Regions from separate parts of the Rattus norvegicus genome. Here all the other regions are linked to region 2. A link is a contact called in public Hi-C data. All regions are on one chromosome and are shown on one strand. The core of a region is the stretch at or near the end of the contact, and the rest is flanking DNA. Distances in the headings are between cores, read along the strand shown.

Region 1 (4,513 bases), core at 137-2,636, 160 kb after region 2:
GTACTACAGAGCTATAACAATAAAACTGCATGGTATTGGCATAAAAACAGACATGTTGACCAAAGGAATTGAATTGAAGACCTAGATCCTCCATAGTCTATGTGGCTTTTAGTACTACTATATTTAAAGTTCCTTCTAGAATGGTCTGTTAAACTCTACTTACAGCTTAAACTGCTTTCCTAATCCAAAGTCCCAACATCATCCATGTGTTTACAAAAACCAGCGTAGTCAGGCCTGTCAGCAATACCCTACTCCCTGGAACCAACTTTTGTCTTAGTTACTTTCCTATTCTATGAAGAGACACCATAAACAAAGGCAAAATATAAGAGAGAGAGAGAGAGAGAGAGAGAGAGAACACCAGAATGGTGTAAACTTCTCAAAACCCACCCTTAGTGACATACCATCTCCAACAAGTATATGACTTCTTCAACAAGGCCACACCTTCTAATCTTCCCAAGCTGTTCCACCAACTGAAAACCAAGCATTGGACTGTACCAGTTATTCTCCTTCAAACTGCCACATTTCCGTTATATCCCAAATCAAAATGTCTGTTGGATTTCAATAGTAGAAACTATTATATACAATAAGTGTGTGTGTGTGTGTGTGTGTGTGTGTGTGTGTGTGTGTGTAATAAACAACATGTGTGTATTTCTGTCACAGGAATTTAGGAGTACCTCTTACCTGTTTGAAAATGCAAAAATAATTAATATAACTATAAACAAATGAGGCTTATTTCAGTAGATAGGTGGCTTATGTACAGCCCTGCAAAATTAGACTGATATTATTAATGTTCTGAAATTTCTAGGAAGCATAAGATAATGACTACCCTCTCAAAAGGCTCAACATATGGTAAAATATTTGGGGCATGTCCTAATTCCAGAATAGTGGGCTTTGTCTGCTAAAAAGAAAAAAGTACTCCTATGCGTAGGACCTCCATAAACTATGCTCATAGCCTTTTTAGGCATGGCTGGATTCTGCCAATTTGGATTCCAGATATTGTTATCATTGTTAAGAAATTTCATGAAACCACACGAGGACCAGGCCCTAGATGCCACCAACGGTTGGTGAGAAAATAGCAGTGAGTTTTTCAAACGAGTTACTCTTGTTGGCCTGGTCTTGAGAATTCTTGATTTAGAAAAGCTTTTAACCCTGTGTGTGACAGAATACAAGGGATGGCATTGTAAATTTTGTAGCTATTTCCTTCATACTAAAGCTCATACACTTCAGGATACTGAGAAATATACAAGGTGCAGGAAGCTCATGAAATTTAGGATCATGGAGCTGAGAAAGTTAAAAGACTCACAACTGTCTGCCCAGGGTTGTAAAGGGTGTGAAGGGAATCTAGGACTAGCAAGCATGCATACAAATTGTGTAAGGAGCTTCCGGAAGTCAGTTTTCATGAATGAGCCTTTGAGTCGCCCACGCTCCTCTTAGTAACCCTACTAAATGCATGGCTCACTAAGGTAGACATGGGTGGGATAATTTCTATGTCATGGGTGCTCAATCTGGGAAAGTGATCTTTCTTTTTAATGCCTCTCCAAGAAAAGTCATACAATAGGGGTTTTTCAACCAAAAGCTATGAGGCATTCCCAGATCTGTAGCCTATTTCTCCAAACTACTAGACTCTGTGCCCTGTGGATGTCCTAGATTAGCAGAAGTAGCTACAGCAAGGCTAATAATCAAAGACTTATTAGTCTGCTACTAAATTCACTTCGGAATACTCATAAAATGTACATTTCTGGTTCTGGGCCAATTTTTTTGTTACTTGTGACTCACTTGTGTAGTCTGAAATCAGGTACAATGACATGCCTGTAGCAATGTGCATTTTGTTTAAGATTGGTTTGTGTTTGTGTTTCACATAAATTTTAAGATTGACTTTCTATTTAAATGAAGACTGGCATGGGAATTTTTATGAAGATTGCATTTAATCTATAGACCTTGTTTTTTTGAAAAATAGTCATTTCCACAATACTTTAGAAAAATCAAGTGGTAGGTTTTCACTTAACTTTTAAACTTTTATTTGAAGTTGTAAGTTTGCGTAATCTTTAAACCTTGCTAACTTCATGCTGTGAGCAATGTAATTTTTTAAAAAGCCACAGAATCACAGATACAGTAACTGTGGAGCCTTTTACAGGTGTCCATGTCTAAGTGGAATAAGTTTATGTCACTCACTCTCTTTTACCTCTTCAAAATAAACTCTTTCACTTTGATTCACTCTGATTTACCCCAAAATTCTTGTCTGTCCATAGTCAATGCTCTGGCTTTACCTGTGTGGAGGTCCCTAAGAAAAGAACTTCTCAAAGAACTGGTGTCAGTTTGGGGTTTGAATCTCTGGGAGGAGCTCCTTTGATGCTACTACAGAACCCCTGTGGCTGTAACACTTTAGTTCCAACCACAAGTGAGAGAGAATATTTGTTGTCTCCTACATTTTTTACCCTCACTCAGTAGTAGTTGGGATTTTTTTTTTATTAACTTGAGTATTTCTTATATACATTTCATGTGTTATTCCCTTTCCCGGTTTCCGGGCAAACATCCCCCTCCCCCTTCCACTTCCTTATGGGTGTTCCCCTCCCAACCCTCCCCCCATTGCCGCCCTCCCCCCCATAGTCTAGTTCACTGGGGGTTCAGTCTTAGCAGGACCCAGGGCTTCCCCTTCCACTGGTGCTCTTACTAGGATATTCATTGTTACCTATGGGGTCAGAGTCCAGGGTCAGTCCATGTATAGTCTTTAGGTAGTGGCTTAGTCCCTGGAAGCTCTGGTTGCTTGACATTGTTGTACATATGGGGTCTCGAGCCCCTTCAAGCTCTTCCAGTTCTTTCTCTGATTCCTTCAACGGGGGACCTATTCTCAGTTCAGTGGTTTGCTACTGGCATTCGCCTCTGTATTTGCTGTATTCTGGCTGTGTCTCTCAGGAGCAATCTACATCCGGCTCCTGTCGGTCTGCACTTCTTTGCTTCATCCATCTTGTCTAATTGGGTGGCTGTATATGTATGGGCCACATGTGGGGCAGGCTCTGAATGGGTGTTCCTTCAGTCTCTGTTTTAATCTTTGCCTCTCCCTTCCCTGCCAAGGGTATTCTTTTTCCTCATTTAAAGAAGGAGTGAAGCATTCACATTTTGATCATCCGTCTTGAGTTTCGTTTGTTCTAGGGATCTAGGGTAATTCAAGCATTTGGGCTAATAGCCACTTATCAATGAGTGCATACCATGTATGTCTTTCTGTGATTGGGTTAGCTCACTCAGGATGATATTTTCCAGTTCCAACCATTTGCCTACGAATTTCAGAAACTCGTTGTTTTTGATAGCTGAGTAATATTCCATTGTGTAGATGTACCACATTTTCTGTATCCATTCCTCTGTTGAAGGGCATCTGGGTACTTTCCAGCTTCTGGCTATTATAAATAAGGCTGTGATGAACATAGTGGAGCACATGTCTCTTTTATATGTTGAGGCATCTTTTGAGTATATGCCCAAGAGAGGTATAGATGGATCCTCAGGCAGTTCAATGTCCAATTTTCTGAGGAACCTCCAGACTGATTTCCAGAATGGTTGTACCAGTCTGCAATCCCACCAACAATGGAGGAGTGTTCCTCTTTCTCCACATCCTCGCCAGCATCTGCTGTCCCCTGAGTTTTTGATCTTAGCCAATCGCACTGGTGTGAGGTGAAATCTCAGGGTTGTTTTGATTTGCATTTCCCTTATGACTAAAGATGTTGAACATTTCTTTAGGTGTTTCTCAGCCATTCGGCATTCCTCAGCTGTGAATTCTTTGTTTAGCTCTGAACCCCATTTTTAATAGGGTTATTTGTCTCCCTGCGGTCTAACTTCTTGAGTTCTTTGTATATTTTGGATATAAGGCCTCTATCTGTTGTAGGATTGGTAAAGATCTTTTCCCAATCTGTTGGTTGCCGTTTTGTCCTAACCAAGGTGTCCTTTGCCTTACAGAAGCTTTGCAGTTTTATGAGATCCCATTTGTCGATTCTTGATCTTAGAGCGTAAGCCATTGGTGTTTTGTTCAGGAAATTTTCTCCAGTGCCCATGTGTTCCAGATGCTTCCCTAGTTTTTCTTCTATTAGTTTGAGTGTGTCTGGTCTGATGTGGAGGTCCTTGATCCACTTGGACTTAAGCTTTGTACAGGGTGATAAGCATGGATCGATCTGCATTCTTCTACATGTTGCCCTCCAGTTGAACCAGCACCATTTGCTGAAAATGCTATCTTTTTTCCATTGGATGGTTTTGGCTCCTTTGTCAAAAATCAAGTGACCATAGGTGTGTGGGTTCATTTCTGGGTCTTCAATTCTATTCCATTGGTCTATCTGTCTGTCTCTGTACCAATACCATGCAGTTTTTATCACTATTGCTCTGTAATACTGCTTGAGTTCAGGGATAGTGATTCCCCCTGACGTCCTTTTATTGTTGAGGATAGCTTTAGCTATCCTGGGTTTTTTGTTATTCCAGATGAATTTGCAAATTGTTCTGTCTAACTCTTTGAAGAATTGGATTGGTATTTTGA
Region 2 (4,488 bases), core at 325-2,824:
TTGGTAAGGAAAGTGAGTTAGCCGGCAGAATAGAAAAGAGAATACGTTCATTCTAACATTCCATGAATAAGAAGGAAGGCGTCGCCCCCATCAGAACTGCAGAGTCATAGCAGGCCCCAGCCATTTCCAAGCATACTCCCGCAATCTTCTTAAGCCAGACAGCGGGAACTCACACACAAAGGCAAGACTGCAGAAAAAAAAAGTTAAATCACCAAATGTCAATTCGCTGTAGGAATTGTGATCTCTCACATGGGGACAGGAGATCTTAAAGCACTCCTATCATGGACTGAATCCACACTGATATATTAAACCATGTTAAGTAGTAAAATGCTGAGCACCTGTGATATGGGACTTGATTTTTCCTAGGTGATGGGAAGGGAGTGGGAGTGTGGAACTAAGAAATTAAGGGAATGGTCTTGTACTTGATACTGGTGCCAAAATTTTAAAGAAGAGCATTGCATAGAAACGAGCATAACAATAAGCAGTGCTGGAGGCTGATTGACGAATATACTCCAAACGTGTGGCAACCGAGTCAAATGCCATCAAGTCACATGAAGATGAGACAACGTGAAGCAGATATCGGTATTAGTTCTTTTACTACCATCACTAAAGAGGGAGTGACTTGAGAAGTGTCACCCCCCCCCAGCGACTCCCCAGATTTTTTTTTTAAATCACCCTTAAACCATCCCCTTTTTAGAGCTATGTTGCGTAACTGGGGATAACAGTATATCGATGAATCTCTATAGGTGGAGAAGAGAAATCAATGGCAGTTCGCCATCTTGGAGGAAAAAAAAAACTATAGAGCCACAGCTGAAGTAGATTCACGATTCCACCTACGTGGTCCGCGTACCTTTCTCTCCAGCCTAGGAGGCCTGGACACCCGCAAGCCTACGCAAAGTCACTCCATTAATTCCCGGGACCCGGCCACCGCCGCCACCCACATCCCGCGCACACTGCCGAGCCAGGGCCAGCCTGCTGCCTAGGACCTCCCGCCCACACCCGGGGACCTGCACTGCAGCCCGCCGGGCTCCCCGAACGCTGAGGGGCCTCCCGGGGTGACGTCCCCTCCTCCACCCTGGCAGCCGCAAGCCGGGGCGCCGCCGGGGCGAAGAGTCCGGCCGCCCCGCCCCCGCGCGGCCTCGGGCAGCATCCCCAGGCTCAGCGGCTGGCACGGGGGCCCCCCCGGCTGCATGCCCTTCCTCAGCCGGCGGTACCCTATCCTTCAGCCCCGGCCTCATCCCCTTCCTCGCGGGCGGGCGTCCCCTTCCTCAGGCCCGCCGCACACCTGCCGGCTCGGCGCCCCCGGGCCTCACCGTGATGCTCTGGAAGACGCCCCCGGCCGTGGCTGCCCAGACGTATTTGGCGTCGCAGTAGCCGACAATGGCGGCCTCCTGGCAGCAGCCATCGCACATCAGGTTATCCACGTAGCTCTGCCAACCGGCCATCTTCGAGCCCTTCGCACTGCAGCGGGGACGGCAGGAGCAGAGGCGCAGCAGCAGCGGCGGCGGCGGCGGCGGTGGAGGCGGGGCGGGGGCGGGGAGGAGGCGGCTCTGCGCAGGCACCGACCGCCCCTCTCCGGGGAACTGCGGCGGGCGGGGACAGGACCCGCAGCGGGGAGCGCCGGGCGGCCGCGGCCGCGGGGCTCAGGGGCCAGCGGCTGAGCGACGCTTGCAGCGGGGCTGGCGACGGCCGACTCACACCGCAGCTCCCTCGGCTCTCCGCGGCCAGCGGGACGTGTACGCGCGTGCGTGCGATCCTTCCGCAGCGCAGCCGGCGAGGGTCCCGGGGAGGGCGGGAGAGCTGAGGCGGGGGCGCGGAGGGATACCGCCGGGGACAATCACGGCCCACACGTGCGGCAGGCGAGCGGGAGCAGGGCTGGGGCGCGGCGGCGGAGGCTTCACCGCAGGCTATGAGGCGAGGCAGCTTGAGTGGGCGCCGTAGGGTGCCAGAGCTCTGGGTGCACGGCGGCCGCGGTGCTCACTCCTCAAGTGCCAGCCCTGGACGCGGTATTTATTGACAGCACCGGTGTCGGGTGGCAGGGTTGCCCTGGTGACGGGATGCAGACGAGGGTTTACTCTTTGTAGTGGGAGCGGCCAGTGCGGGTTGCCCACACTTGGGGAGGTGTCTCTTGAAAGACCTTGGCCAGCTGCGCCTCGCACGCTCCTGAAATCAGAGCAGTGGCAACGGAGCAGCGCAGCTCTTTGTTGCCTCCTTTGAGTACGAGGAACTCCAGGTTCAGTGGAGCTTTTGCCCTGAACGCAGTGCTGCTAATCACACATGGGGCTCAACGGTCCAGAAATTCTAACTAAAAAAAGCAAAGCAAAGCAAAACAAAAAAACCAGACCCTATGCGTACTTGGTAACTGGAAAAGTTACTGTGCGTTAAATACATCCACGAAATACAAAGAATAGTCGAGCTAGAAAAGATTCATTGAACTAGACCAGTGGTTCTCAAACTTCCTAATGCTGAGCGTGACCCCTTAACACAGTTACCTATGTTGTGCTAACCCCCCAACCATAAATTATTTTGTTGCTATTTCATAACTGTAAATTTGCTAGTTATGAATCATAATGTAAATATCTGATATGTGCCCCCAAAGGGTTTGAGGCCCACAGGTTGAGACCCACTGTACTAAATGGTGAAAATAATTCAGAATCTACATCCGAGGAAGACTTGTATATGACAGGGTGGGAAATGGTTTAAGAGTCTCCGAACATTCTCCTACATCTTTATTAACTTTATGTGCTGGGTCTAGACTCAGCATCAGATGTTCCCCAACGATGACCAGTTTGAGGTGACAAACCCGACCTGCTTATTAAGGGAAAGAAAGCTCCAGTAGATTGCAAACTATCATCAAGTTTAAAGTTGTGGAGCACACTGACAATTTTATAATAGCATCACTGAACTTTTATTTATTATTTATTTATTGGGCTTTAAAAAAAATAATGTCTTAGAGTTCTGATCGCTATGAAGAGACACTGTGACCACAGCAACTCTTATAAAAGAAAGCATTTAATTGGGGCCTGGCTTACAGTTCCAGAGGTTTAGTCCATTCTCATCATGCCTGGAAGTATGCAGTCTGGCATGATATGGAGAAATAGCTGAGAGTTCTATGTCTGGATCCCAAAGTAGCAGGAAGAGAGCATCACTGGTTTTGAATTGGACTTTGGAAACCTCAAAGCCCACCCACAGTACCACACTTCCTCCAACAAGGCCACACCTACTAATCCTTCCCAAGTAGTGTCACTCCCTGATGACTATCCATTCAAATATATGAGCCTTTGGGGGCCATTCTCATTCAAGCCACCTCGAGTAGGACCAACAACAGAGTAGTCAACTGTCAAGTAGAGATTATTTGTCCTCATGTTTGGAAGATAGAGAATTCTCCTTATAAAGGAATCCATCCACTTCTGCCATTGTGTCCTCACCTGATTTAATCTCCCTCACTCTTTCCTATTTCTTATTCTGCCTTTTTTGCCACAACCATTTTAATTCTTACTTCTTAACTTTTATTATCACCTTAAAAACTAAAGATGGGGGGAGAAATGGTTCAGAGGTTAGGACTGGATACTCCTCTACAGGTACCAGGTTCAATTATCAGCACCCACGTGGCAGCTCACAACTGTAACTCCAGTTCCAGGGGATCTGTGGCACCAAGCATGCAGGTAGTATACATATATATGCATGCAAGTAAGATACCAAGATACACAAAATAAATCTTTTTTAAGCAATTAAAGATGGGGCAGGGTGTGGTGTCACATATCTTTAATCCCAGCTCTAGAAAGGCAGGATCAGGAGGAACTCTTAAATTTGAGGTTATGTCTTAGGGTTTCTATTCCTGTACAAACATCATAACCAAGAAGCAAGTTGGGGAGGAAAAGGTTTATTCAGCTTACACTTCCACATTGCTGTTCATCACCAAAGGAAGTCAGGACTGGAACTCAAGCAGATCAGGAAGCAGGAGCTGATGCAGAGGCCATGGAGAGATGTTACTTACTGGCTTGCTTCCCCTGGCTTGCTCAGCTTTCTTATAGAACCCAAGACCACCAGCCCAGGGATGGCACCACCCACAATTGGCCCCCCTACCCTTGATCACTAATTGAGAAAATGCCCTACAGCTGGATCTCATGGAGGCATTTCTTTAAGGGAGTCTCTGTGTGATAACTCCAGCTTGTGTCAAGTTGACACACAAAACCAGCCAGTACAGGCCATGTCTACATATAGTGTTATTGGTTAGCCAGGGCTACACAGTGAAACCTGTTACCTGATGACAGCCAATGAAATAGATATGCTTATTTTGTGAAAATTTATAAAATGATAATGTTTAGAATTCATCTCCTTTATGCATTCTATAATCCAGTAAATTTAAACATTGAATAAGATAATAGAAAAGATACTAATTTGCAGAATTATAGAAACTATGTTTTTTGTAGGACTGTGGTAGGGGTGGTGGCCACTTGAGGTAGTGATTCCCTGGAGGCAGGAAGG
Region 3 (4,618 bases), core at 1,287-3,786, 140 kb before region 2:
TTGGTTCTCAACTTGACCACATTTGGAGTTAACTAAACCCCCCCAAATGGAGGGCACACTTGTGAAGGACTTTTGCTTAATTTGAAGTTTGAAGATTCACTTCTAATCTAGAACTCTGAGGTAGGAAAACAAGCCTCTGAGCCAGATCTTTTAGTTGGGAAGACGTCTCTAATCCACATCTCTGGAGGTGGGAAGACCGATCTGGCCCACACCTTCTGCTGGAAGCCTATAGACCAGGGAAGAAGGAAGTTTGCTGTCTCTGCTTGCTTGATGTCACCTTGCTAGTGAGTCCGTTCCTACACTAGCACTTGAGCCCACTTAGGGATTCCAGTGTACTGAAGTCCAGGTGACACTACTGGATTCTTGGACTTTTTATTCATAGCCAGCCATTATTGGATTAGCTAGACAACAGCCTTTATTTACATCATTTAATAAATCCCACACGTATTAATATATTCATATATATTCATTCTCTAAGTTCTGTTAGAGAACCCTGGTTAATACACCCTCGAAACAGAAAGCCCAATTAAACACTTTCTTTTATAAGTTGCCTTGGTTATGGCATATTGTCACAGTAAATAAAGACAGTCTTATGTTTCCTGGACTGGCTTTGAAGTTACTATAAAGCTAAAGAGACCCTGTAACTTCAGATCCTCCTGAGTGCTGGGATTTTAGGCCTGCCCCATCACATCCAGATGATTTGTTTTTAGGAGGGAATAATTAGTGTGTGTGTGTTTTTTTAAATCATCACGTACTCTATTAAACTTTTCATATTCTTGAAAAACCACAATTGAAAATATTATTTTCCATTCTGTCTTCTAATTTACCTTCATTCAATACAAGGGGGAGTGTGTGTGTGTGTGTGTGTGTGTGTGTGTATGTGTATATATATCTACACACACATAATTACATAAATATATATGTATATATACATATATACACATACACACACACACACACACACACACACATATATATATAAATTAATCTGCCCAAGTGAAACACAAATACATTAGCTTACTTATTTCTAAGAGAACTATATATTTACCATGGTCTACAGAGCAGACTGAATACAGAAGCAAAATGTTCTTTTCTTAAAAGTCTTTATTTTTTTTTGTCTTTTTAAAAAAAACTTTTTTATATCATGGAAGAAATCTGATTTAATATAAAAATAATTTTGAGAGAATTTAGTTAAAAATGCACCAGAAGGTATCCCCTTTGCAAGTGTATGTGCAGTAGTTACCCTCATTTTCCTAATCTTGACCTTTATGACTTTCGTCAAAGCAGAATTACGAAGTTGTGAATGTCTTCTTCCCAATAAATGAAAAGAATACACCAACTATAGAATTGTGGGCTACACAGCTGAAAATGTTCTTGATGGTCTTTATTTTTCAAACTTGATTCTTTGTTTCTTGCCTTTTTATAACCCAGAGTTAGTGCTTGCTAGTCAAGAGCTCTGCCTGTGAACTCAATCTTCAACCCCTTACATTGGCTTTTTAAAATTGCTTGTGTGGTATAGGTTCTAGTTAAAAAGGCACACGGAAAAAGAGAACAGGAAATCTTTCTATTCCTGTTCCCCACCTACTTAGGGCTCCTGAAGCAAACGAGGCTATAAACTACTCATATCCCTGTTATAACCCAACCCCAAACCCAAACATTTTAATTAAATATTTGATGTCAGTATTATGGGCCTCAAAGATGCCTTATTATTTCAAGCTACAGTAGGACCAGTAGGGCATGTCAGAATCTTTGCATCAAACCGCATTAAAAACAAACAGCAGTAGTTTAGGAGCTGATAATGTCAATGGCCCAATAGGTCATTTAAATTCAAGCATTCTGCCTTTTCAGATTAGGGGGAGAAAAAGTATGAGGGGAACACTAGGGATGGGATTTTGGCTCTTCAAAAGGTGACAAGGTTTTTGAATGTCTGTTCTGAGGACTGAATCGCGTGGTTGGACTTTGGCTAGTCAAGCAGTGAGCTGATCAGCCCGGCTCCCTGCCAGGCCTCGTGGTTCGTGCCTAAACCTCCAGCGGCTAGCTCTAACCCGACCTGGATTCCAGTGCAAGGCGTCGCCCGGCGTTCCCCGCCTTCAGAGCCCGGCTCGCCAGAGGAGCGCAGGACATTTGGCCGCTCTTCGGCCTCGAATCGGTACGGGCCACTCAGACACACAGCCTCCACTAGGGTCTCGCTCTGCAAGCCAATCATCTGCCGACCAGGCTGGAACAGTCCTGGGTGGCTTCTCCACCGCACCCAGGGTTTCCAAAAGCGATCCCTCCTTCATCTTCTCGTTCCTAATAGGGATGATGGATCACGCGGTTCAGAACGACAATCAAAAACTGGGCAGTTCTCCCGACACAGCGGAGGCAGGCAGCGCGACTTTGCGAAAGGGGCGGGGCTGTGACGGGCAACGTCACAGCCCAATAGCGTCTCTTTACCTCCGAGTGTGGGCCAATGAGGCGTGGGAGGCGGGACTTCCGCTCGCCCGCTGTTGTGGTCCCTTCACCGACTTGCTTGGGTAGGGGCTCAGTGCGGATACTCAGTCATGAAGTCCGGGTAGCGACTTCTCTTGGGTGGCCGTGACCCTAGGTTCCGGGGGCCGGACTTCAGGTAAGAGTGTGGCTCCGCAGCGGTAGGCGGGGGTTGTCGGGCCTGGCGGGGAGAACACACCCACTCCGGCCTGGGTGCGGTGGCCGGCGGTGGAGATCGTGGGGCTCCTCGGCTTTGTGCTGTGACAGTATAGGCCCGTGTCGGAGACGAGTCCTTAGCACCCCATCCTGTGGGCTCGTAGGTCTGAAGTTGTGGACCGGCTGTAGATTTTGCTTCCACGGTCTCTTCCAAAGGTGCCCGTGACCTGGAAAGATACTTGGAAGACTTCTCTTGGTTCCAGGACTTTCCTCTGAGTCCTCAGCGAAAATACTCTCGGGACTGTTTTTTCTTTAAAAAAGAAGAAGAAGAAAAAAAAATCTCATCGCTCGCTTCCTTCCTTTCTCATCCACTCCCCTTCCGTAAAAGCTAAGCCTGCAGGCTTAGACGTGACCTTGCTAGGGCCACACAACTGCTTTTTTTTTTTTTTTTTTTTTTTTCTCTCTCCACCCAATCTTGGAAGTCCGAACTTTTGCAAGGACGCTTATTGAGTTGATCTGCCCCTAAAAGGGAAACAACTTTGGTAGCCTTTGCTGCATATTCTCTGCTTGGTTACGGCCATTTGCCCTATTTTTTTTTCTAATCTGGCAGTAGTTAATTTCCTTTAACTCCCGTTTTATCCTCAGTTTCAGCACCGTGGGCAGCTGCTAGGGGCAGATGTCTGGTCCCAAACCTGCCTGGGTGGTACTGCTTGCTCCCAGTGATGCAGCAGTTCCAGTGGAAACTGCGTTCCTTTCAGCAGTGCCGAGAAGACAGCTGCACTTTCTGATACAATACAGTAAAGTGGCCGTGCCTCCCAAGAGCCAGTAGAGACAGGCAATTTAAAGATTTAGGGAAGAGCTTTTCAGACTTTAATTGGCCACAGGGTCATTATTTATTTATTTGAGACAGGGTCCCTAGGTGTAGCCCAGACTGACTTCAAACTTGTCATTCTTTTGCTTCAGCTTACCCAGTTCTGGAATTACGGGACCATCAAGCTTTGTTTAAAGACAGTTTTCAATGAGTCAAAAAGATAACTCCATTACAGAGGAATGCAGCTGGACTGTGGTAGTTAAATAGGAGTTGAGTGTAGAGGGCCACAGGGATTCATTAATCTTTTTTTTTTTTTTTTTTTTTTTTTTGTAATTTATGGTGAAAGAGTCAATTTCAGGCACAGTTTTTGTTTGTTTGTTTGTTAATGTGGATAGTGAGGAAAATGTAAAGTGTATTGAAAAACTGTTTCCAAAGAGTTTCAAATTTGGGGATCAGACTAGACTTAACCCTCCAGTCTTCAGTGACTATGGGAAGGGCTAGTGGGATCGTTTGGTGAGTAGTAGAGATTGCTGTGCAGTCCTAATGATCTGGATTAGATTTCCAGAACCCACACAAATGTGGAAGGGGTGAACTGACTCCATAAAACTGTTCTCTGCTCTCTACATGAATCTTGTGGTATATGTCTTACCTCCCAAGTCATACACACACAATAAGTAAAAAAAAAAAAAAGAAAAAAAGAAAAAAAGGTAAAGCTGTGAAGATTAAATGAGATAAAATATAGTATGTCTGTACATAGTTAAGCTTCATTGAATTGATTATACAGAACTTCAGTCTCTGTATAGGGAATGTTAGTAATGTCGTAGTAGTATGTGTATGTTTTTCTCTGCCTTACTTGAAGTCAACATGATGTCTTGATGTGCGGTGTTAAGTAATGCCATGGTAAAAACCATGGTTAGGGAAATTGAGTATGGGAGGGTTTGGGGTTAACCACTCATTTGTCCTCCTATTTCTGTAAGAATTTTAGAGGAGCCTAGCTTGTTACTAGCATGCAGCCTACTTCCTTTGATATTTCTGCATCTGAGACTAACAGTTTATATCAGCTTTGGGGCACTAATTTCAGCAAAGTGAGGGTAGAGTAGGTGTTTACCTCTTGGGGTAGGTTTATTGAGTTGATCGAGACACTTTATGTTTTGTAGTTTTTATTAGCTGTATATTAACTGG

Evidence for each region. A called contact is a pair of places that touch in the nucleus more often than the background predicts.
Region 1: a Hi-C map of Schwann cells shows a contact between it and region 2, with 4 times the contacts expected there. The contact joins the enhancer-like site here to the promoter of Pfn2 in region 2. A contact is called at or near these places in 2 of 12 Hi-C or Micro-C datasets (Schwann cells and frontal cortex) and 1 of 1 datasets of contacts at active chromatin or transcription factors (oligodendrocytes).
Region 3: a contact with region 2 is called in a Hi-C map of frontal cortex, with 2.2 times the contacts expected there. The contact joins the promoter of Rnf13 here to the promoter of Pfn2 in region 2. A contact is called at or near these places in 2 of 12 Hi-C or Micro-C datasets (Schwann cells and frontal cortex) and 1 of 1 datasets of contacts at active chromatin or transcription factors (oligodendrocytes).

The regions. Positions count from the first base shown.
Region 1 is chr2:144,383,460-144,387,972 of GRCr8, forward strand. All of the region lies in intron 1 of Rpl12-ps2 (ribosomal protein L12, pseudogene 2), which reads right to left. Among named protein-coding and RNA genes, the nearest start is that of Kmt5al1, 54 kb to the right of the region's middle. Within about 2 kb of position 1,387, at least 1 of the 93 cell types and tissues checked has an H3K27ac peak or open chromatin away from gene starts, as enhancers often do. A contact at or near this core is called in Schwann cells, where this site is marked.
Region 2 is chr2:144,221,362-144,225,849 of GRCr8, forward strand. Pfn2 (profilin 2) reads right to left here and starts at 1,575. Exons shown (of 3, transcript NM_030873.2): 1 at 1,314-1,575. The coding sequence starts at 1,445. The region is part of intron 1 of Rpl12-ps2 (ribosomal protein L12, pseudogene 2); the gene reads right to left.
Region 3 is chr2:144,075,435-144,080,052 of GRCr8, forward strand. It overlaps Rnf13 (ring finger protein 13), which reads left to right and starts at 2,537. Exons shown (of 10, transcript NM_001109444.2): 1 at 2,537-2,608. All of the region lies in intron 1 of Rpl12-ps2 (ribosomal protein L12, pseudogene 2), which reads right to left.